Regions from separate parts of the Anser cygnoides genome. Here region 2 is linked to region 1. Evidence: chromatin contacts called from public Hi-C data. All regions are on one chromosome and are shown on one strand. Each heading gives the region's core, a stretch centred on a gene start, on an enhancer-like site or on the middle of the called end of the contact. The rest is flanking DNA. Distances are from core to core; before and after follow the strand shown.

The links. A called contact is a pair of places that touch in the nucleus more often than the background predicts.
Region 2: a contact with region 1 is called in a Hi-C map of liver, with 3 times the contacts expected there. The contact joins two enhancer-like sites. A contact is called at or near these places in 2 of 7 Hi-C or Micro-C datasets (granulosa cells and liver).

What each region holds. Positions count from the first base shown.
Region 1 is chr5:29,082,963-29,087,042 of Taihu_goose_T2T_genome, forward strand. The region is part of intron 8 of RAD51B (RAD51 paralog B); the gene reads left to right. LOC136791005 (a long non-coding RNA gene) reads right to left here. Exons shown (of 3, transcript XR_010832058.1): 2 at 3,943-4,080; 3 at 1,432-3,144. Among named protein-coding and RNA genes, the nearest start is that of ZFP36L1, 210 kb to the right of the region's middle. Within about 2 kb of position 1,654, at least 1 of the 3 cell types and tissues checked has open chromatin away from gene starts, as enhancers often do. A contact at or near this core is called in liver, where this site is marked.
Region 2 is chr5:29,147,445-29,151,524 of Taihu_goose_T2T_genome, forward strand. The region is part of intron 10 of RAD51B (RAD51 paralog B); the gene reads left to right. Among named protein-coding and RNA genes, the nearest start is that of ZFP36L1, 150 kb to the right of the region's middle. Within about 2 kb of position 2,412, at least 1 of the 3 cell types and tissues checked has open chromatin away from gene starts, as enhancers often do. A contact at or near this core is called in liver, where this site is marked.

The sequences.
Region 1 (4,080 bases), core at 404-2,903:
AATAGTTGGTCAATAATCGACGTTTTAGATTCCCTTAGTAAATATAGCCTGAAGCAGTTTTTCTGCTCAGGAAGCTCATGATTATAAGAAAAGAGAGATTTTATCTGATTTAGCCTAAATAAGGTACTTTATTTATTGTCTGACTACTTCTAATAGTCAGATCCTATCTATTTAGTTATAAATTAACAATTACAGCTAATAATGGGTTTATTGACTATCCTTTGTGGAAACAAAGCAAACAAACAAACAAAAAACTATTTACCTGTTGTAGAAAGCCAAGGTTTTGGTAATAATATGGATTCCTTTAGAGCCTGAGGATTTCAAGGTGATTTGTAGCCGGTGTCTGTTTTTGTACACATTTACTATTTATTGACCAAAGTTAACAAATGCTGTTTCACAGATGAGGGAACAAAGGCCCAGATAGGATCAGTATGTTGCATTTGCATTTCTCCATTCTCAGTTCTGGCATGCGAACACCCACGATTCTTTATTATCTTTTTCCTTCAATGATTTTTGAAAAGGGGGACAGTAAAATTGGGATGATAGCTACTTCCCCGCCTCAGGGAAGAGCTGTGAGGATGGTTAATGTTTACCCCCCTCTTCCTCACCCCAGCTGCTGCACGAAGCTGCCACTGCTGCGGTCCCATCACAGCACGAGGGGAAGGTGATGTGTGGTGGCATTGCCCACAGACAGGTATAGGCTGGAAAGCAGTGTTAGCAGGCTTTGTTCTAAAAAAAAAAATGAAAATGATATATAAATCAGAAAGAAATTCACGCAGCCGGTTTCATTCCTCTCGTTTGACTGACTTTGGAAACAGTGAAGCCTGGCTGCACTTTGTGGATTGATCTCACTCCACGTTTTGGGGATGGATGGGAAGCAGACCTTCAAAACTGCAGCCTGCGGCTGCTGGTAGATGCACAGAAACAGCGAACGAAACAGCTGTGGGTGCGTTCTCCCGATTAGGACGGATAGAAGAAGTCAGGACATACATTAGCCGTGTTTCCCACAGCGAGTACAATTCTCCCTGCCCTCGGATATAATGGCTCGCTGCTGTACACTGTGCAAACAAATTACGCGTACTGTGGGAGCCACAACTTTAAATTTCTCAACCTTTTTGCATGCAAAACTCTAGAATTAATTATGCTTTTTTACATTTAAAGTTCCTCTTAGCTGGCTGGAGGGAGGTCTTTGTGATTAAAGGAAGCAGGTTTCATTGAGCTAGACGAGTTGTGATCTGTCCTCTTTTTCACCTCCCCTCAGGGCAAAGACCAACAGCTTGAGGGTGACCCCTCCAAGAAGTTTCACTGAAAAGGAAGATGAGAAAGGCTGGACAGGCTCTTTCTAATGCTCTGCGCTGGAGCCAGGAAAAGGCAGCTGTTTCTAGCCTTTCTGCTTTTTTTTTTTTTTTTTTTTTTTTTTTTTTTTTTGCCCCTCGCCCCCCCCCCCCCCGGTGGCTGAGATCTGGGCTTGCTGCCATATCTGTTTGTCTGTCTGTCTCATGTTGTTTTTCTCAGAGCTTCAGAGGCCAGTTGCCCATAGTCAGTTGCTGGGAACAGAGGTTGTTCCTTGTATCGTCTTAACTCTCCATGCCAGAGTGTTCATGCTTGAATAGGAAACAGCAAGATCTGTCAAAATAGCCCTTTTCTTTGGCGCTTTGAGGCTGCATTCTCCACGGCCATCTGTTCCCTTTCACCCTTTTGGACAATGTTGCTATTTGAAACCAAGCACTCTTTGCTCTCTCCCTTTCCCCTTGCCCTCCCCCCCACCCCCAAATCTGGGAAAAAGGGGAAAAAAAAGTTGTTTCTGGCCCTGCCTGGCCCCTGGAGGATTCAACCATTTTGTAGTCCAAGCGTTAAAAGTGATATTTTGCTTTTTTTTTTTTTCACTGACTTTAAAAAATGTAATACATCTCAGGAGAGAAGAGTCACTGCAGCAAAAGATCATTTTGGATTTATGCGTTATTCTCCACAGAGCACTTCGGTGTCCTGTTGATGCCTGATGCAGCCTACAGCACAAACTTGGCAAGTCTCAAAATAGTTTGCATTATAGCAGGAGCGGAAGGAACCTCCTATAGTTAAGGCCATATAACTGTTTCCCTTCTACCCCTCTGTGTCCAGGCAGAACAGCTTATCAGGATGAAATTTTCCAGTCCTGGTGGCTGTCCAAAATTGAATTTATTTGGTTAGTTTGAGATAAAGTGAGTCATTGCTTATTGAGAATGAGATGAAGAAAAAAGAATATACCTCCTCAGGGCCGGGACGGGACCTGCGACGTGAAGAAAGGGGCTGGCTGGCTGGGAGGCTCCTGGAAGGTCCGGGTCAATCAGGGAGGGAAGCCAGACCCTTGTAATCCTCGTTCATTTTAACATCCTCCATGTTACTGCCTCGCTCCGTGTATAAGTATGCACACACGCATGATTTTTCAGCTTTGTAAATGAATCCGTTCTGAACAGTGAGCCACTGTGGGCTGTGCAGGTACTAAAATTTTTTGTCGTTATCTTATAATGGGAGGGAAGGCATTTTGTGGGAGTGTAGCAGCTGTGTAATAAAGAAGTACAGAAGTGCCCGGTTGGCCTATGTGGTGAAGGTACTCCAAGCACTCGGCTGTCCCTGCCCGCTAGGTGTGGAAGGGTTGCCAGGCCAGCCCCAAAAGCACTTCTTCAGGCCACTGTCACAGCCCTCAGCTCGCGTCATGGATCCCTCTACGCTAAGAAACAGATGCAGCCGGTGAGAGGTACACTGGCAAATACAGAAACGTGGTTCCCTATTCACAGAAACACCACAGTCAGCCCTGATGCTGTTTGTTGCGAGAAATAACCGGGTCCCTCACTCTGCATTTGCTAGGCAGAGTTAGTCACACGTACCGTTTTTTACATTTAATGTTTCCTAACTTTTATGTTCCTCATCATACAACCAAAACATTCTTTCAGTTTAGGTTTTGTGATGGATAATATTAGGAGTTTGGCCAAATCTGAACTCCAGATGTGAACAGCTGTAATTTGCAAACCATCATCTCTAGCCCCCGAATGTTTGGCTGACCTCTGTTTCCATGTTGCAGGCTGAAAGGGAATTGTCTCATCCTGGAATTTCGTTTTTGACAACTTTGGCTGATGATCCAAGTACGCTTGTTGTTTTTATTTACACCTAGAGGGAATTGTTTTAACTGTTAATTACGTGACCAGTGTTAAGAACACCAAAGGCTAAATTTTCAGAGAAATGACCGTCATCGTAATGCAAATTAAAGCAGTTTACTCAGTTTGCGTACAAGAAATCGTAAATTCGAGATCGTTAAACGTAGCCCTTGTGGTTAACATCCCCACCCTGAACTCTTAATGACTGGAGATTTTCAACCATCTACATCAGGAAATTGTCACTCGCTGAGATTTGAAAACACTCCTGAAAGAGAACCAGTGCTGAAATAATCCTGGGAGTATAAAGGACAGATAACTTCGTTCACCAGTTCAAATGCAGGGAGTGAGGCTGTGATCAAAAATTGTTGTTTGCGAAGGCTTTTTAGTCTATGCGAAGTATTTTGAGAAAGGTCCAGTGGCTGAATGGCAGTGCTAAGTTAATCAGGCAGTTAATCAAGCTAACTCGCGTGCTGGCAGTGGGCTGGCTGCAGCATCACAACATCCTCTGTGGCTCCTTAGCAGAATGTATTTCCCAAGGCAGACTTCAGTGCTCACTTAAAACTAACTTACTTATGCCTACTGTCCTTTTCTGTCTGCCATGTAGACATACCATCAGACTGCTCCCCGGGAAGTGGACAGCCGTGTCAGAAACACCCTCAGTATGGTAGCACTAATTGGCCCTTTTATTGGCCACTTTATCGCACATTGAGTTCTCCATCAGAAACTTGACTCTCCCTCTTCCACCCCCTTCACCCTTCCGCGCTCTGCCTCTCAAATGTAATTTAAGGTTAATTTGCAGACTGGCTCCTACCTTTGCCTCGACTGCTGTTGCTTTTGCCTGCACTGTGTCAGTTTTGTGGGTACTGGAGATAAGCTGCCAAAACACTGTTTCTTTACCAGAACGTATTTTATGGAAAAAAACGTAGACTATGGGAATCCAGTCTGTGTT
Region 2 (4,080 bases), core at 1,162-3,661, 65 kb after region 1:
GCTAGGGGAGGGTACTTGGGAAAACAAAGGGTAGGAATGTCAGAGACATGAGGTTTTTTAGTATGTTTCCATTAAACCATATAGAAAGAAAGCAAATGCAAAAGAAGGCTAAAGGAAAGTGAAGAACATAAGGGGAAAAAAATAAAATGACAGTACCCAAACTGAAAGGCCATCAAGGATAGAGAATCTTCTGAGGAACTCTGAAGGGTGGGGAATGGAAAACTGGAATTAGGAGGGGACCTGAAAAAGTCAGGCCTAAAGCTTTGTCCATGCTGCCAAAAAAATCTATTTTGCTCAATTTTGGCTAAGCAAGATAAACATTTTTTCTGGCATGTGTAGGTAGTGGCCCAAATTTGTTTGTTACAAGTGGGTTGAAAAAAATCTTCCAAAAATGCTTTTGCCTCGTCTAGTGAATTGTGCTAACTCATATTTTTACTTTGAGTTAAACAAATTTGGCCCCACAGAGACAGGCCAAACACCAAGGCAGATCAGACACAGTTGGATTTCACAGCTGTTTTTAAATTCTGTGGTTTTAGCTCTGTGGATGCGGCTTAACTGCAACATCCCGTCAGAGCTCACAGGGAAGGAGCACCCCAAGGTAGCATTCTCCAACTGTGCCAAACTTCAGGAACAGCCTACAAAGAGAGATTCAGCTCTTAAAAATCTCGATGTCTGTAGCGTAAAATCATTACAAAAATGCCCACAGCAGGCTGTGTAATACACACACACACCAAAAAAGGAAAAAAAAAAAAAAAGACACAGTTAATCTGAGAGTACTTGTTCTACAATGTGTTGTGTGTTTCACTCCATTTTGTACAACTGCAGTGGGGCTGGGTCCTAGGGTAGGTCAAAAATCTGCTTGGAAAGGTGGCAGAGGGGAAAAAAGTGGCTGAATGTTGCCTTTGCCTTTGGTTTAATGACAGTTTGGTACTTGCTTAGAGTTGGCCTAAGTAGTGTTTGTTGCCTGGTGCATGCCACCAAGGAGCTCTCCTGCTGGGTGAGGCCTAGCAAGTGCAGACGTTTGACTGGGGCCTCGTAAGGCCATAGTCAGGTTTCACTACTGCTGATCTCACAACTTATGGTCACCAGCAGATGGCCAACTGAAGGCCAACTTCTGCATTAGTTCTGGTGCTCATCTAACCCCACAGGGCATCGACTAAAGGAAGTCAGAAGTCTGTACAGACCTGTACTTTGTGGTTGGTTGACTACATCTACAAATTCTGCTGCACTTGGCATGCTGAGAAGTCCTCTCTCTGGATTTCAGGCAGTCTAATAACATCTACAGGAACTCTCTTCTCTACTCAGTCATCTATTTTCACTCATTTTCTGTGACCTCACAGATGTTTGAGGACCCCTACCTTTTTCAGACTTGGCTGAAAGCAATCAATGGCTGAAAAGGTTATATAGACTGGGATACAGAATGTGATTGCAAAAGTGTTGTCTGTGTAGAAAACCAGACTACAAAAGAACATGATAAACAGCATTAGGGGGAAGGCGACACAGCTGTATTATTTGACTCTGCTGACTGCAAACATGATTTTAGCATTTCTTCTTTCAAGCAGTGCCTTAAAGTCCTACTTGCTTCTATTCAACAGGATGTCACAACTTGAACCTGTTTGTTTTAGTTGAGCTGACAAAAGACTGGACTTATAAATGGAGATCTAACTCTCTTTATCTCAGTTCCAGTGCATGCAGAAGAGCTCATAAGGACCTGTTAAACTGATTCTGGCCATTAGAAATGTGATATATGTCCCTGGTCCTTAGCTGACAGTGCCCCACGGGACATAGGGCATTATTTTTGGATAGCTAGCTAAAGGCATCTTCGTCTTATTTACCACTGTTTTCTCTGGCTTGACTCCATTGATATATAATTGGAGGAACAACGAAGAATTGAGATACTGAGCCTGATTTTTCTGACAGACAGACTACCTACAGAACTTTGTGCTGTTGTTGGTTGTTTGGTAATAACATCTGGGACCCCTGTTCAGTATCCAGAGCCCCACAATGTAAGGCGCTGCTTACACGCAAAGAATAAAAAGATGTCCCATGCCCTTTCTGACTTCACATGTGGTTTATGGTTCGTCCAGCAACTCAGTATGTCAAACAACACCAAAACTCATGGCCAACAAAATCATAAACCATTTGAAAACAAACTCAGCTTAAAGAGACCACATGAATCACCGTGTAAATGTTGTTCAGTTGTACACTGGAAACACTCCTGACTTCTGATTGGCATGTTGATGAATTCCTACAACCGACATCATGTGACAAAAGGGCTAACCCAATATCCAGTGTTTCCTAAGTGGTCATAAATGGGATCACACTTCTTTATGAGCTCTCAGAAAGGGAAAATAGATTTTAAATTGCAGTATTGGCAAATAGAAAGGGCAGAAGGGGAAAACCAAGAACATCTCTAGTTACAATAAGTGCCCAAAACCATAGAATGAATACCAGTGCTTTATGAAAGAGTGCTGCAAACAATTTGAGCAGTCCATTTTTCTTACAGAATTTTCTAGCCATAAGCCATTCACTGTAGTTGAACAGTGACCACCAGTCCTTGCCAGCCAAAGAGAAAAAGGGGGAAAAAAACCTTTGTGCTTAAGTTGTTGTGGTCCTTTCCGGGCTTGCAGGAGTTTTGCAAATCAGTGTTCACAATCATTCAGTCATTCATTCTGTATTCAGCAGTGTCCTTGACCATACCCCCTGCCAGTAACAGGACCTTTAAGTCCAAGAGAGGAGAGAAACAACTTTTTTTTTTTTAACCAACTAGCAGAGGATGTGCTGAGCCAAAATAGAAATAGCAAGGTCAGGTCAGGGCAAGGCCCTGCATTTCATTAGCCAGGCCTGGCTAGGAGTGATTAAATATGTACAAGAGGCTTTGAATAGATCCAGGGAGGGAGGATGATATTGTGGAATACAGAAAAATCATTCTTTGGTGCTGTCAACTGACTAAATACAGGATGGTACTTAATTAGAGAGATAAAAGGAATTTATTTTAATTATTTTAATTTTGTAGAAGAGAGAGATTTTATTTTATTTTTCTGCTGAGTGTTTTGTAAGAGAGGGAGAAGAGGATCTGGTCAAAAAGCCTGGCTTAACAGAATCCAGACAGCCTCGAGGTACATGTTGACCTAGCCTGCAGTTCTCATGAATGCAACTTGATCGAGACCCAGTAAAAAGAACAAAATTACACTGGCAATGGAATCAAGGCCCTGTTAAATTTTGGAGGTGCTCCGGGTAGAAACCGATGACCTTCTGAGCACATTGGACTGCCTGTTTCATTAGACATGTTAGAAAGAATTTGAAAAGAATGGAGCTTTGAAGCAGAATAAAGTACTGTGTCAAGTGGTGCTTTGGCTGCCCAGCTTGAATTTGCTATTGGGATTGCCTGACTTAACTGACATTTTATAGCTGTATTGTAATTCTTGTATGACAATTGCATTGTTGCATAGGCACCTAGGCACTGAATGCACACTGTTTGCAGTCCTTTTCCATAGAAACTAGCTGCCCAGCTGGTAGAAATGACAATGCATTTACGTTTGTCCAGAGCACTAACAATAATGTCTTTGCAGAACTTCCAAGGGCTCTTTTCTTAAACCAGGTGTAGGAATTTGGATCTCAACTTTATACCTCTTCTGGGAGATGATTCCTCCAATGGCACGGCACTCCTTACTCTTGTGTTGGAAGGTCGGCTCAGAACCAGCTAGGAATTTCTGTATGCTCACTTTTGCATGAATCTAACTTAAAAACCGTGAAAGACTAAATGTAGTTATATTTAAGGAATTTCTTTGTCTGGACACCAGTGTATTCACAGACTGGTATAAAGATAACTGTATTTCAATCAGTATTTGTACACTGGTTCTCGTTAGCTAAATACTGCATTTTTCATCCTGGTCTGGTATATCTTAACTACACAAGAATTATTTTCTTGGTCAGTGCCAGATCTTCATTGCCCTGTTACAGTAAATAAAGCTTATAAAAAATCTTTTGGTCTTCTGAAACTTTTGACAGTGGAGCTGACATTATTGGTTTGATTTATATGTTTTCTTGCTTAGATGTCAGATTGACAGCCCTGGGAAC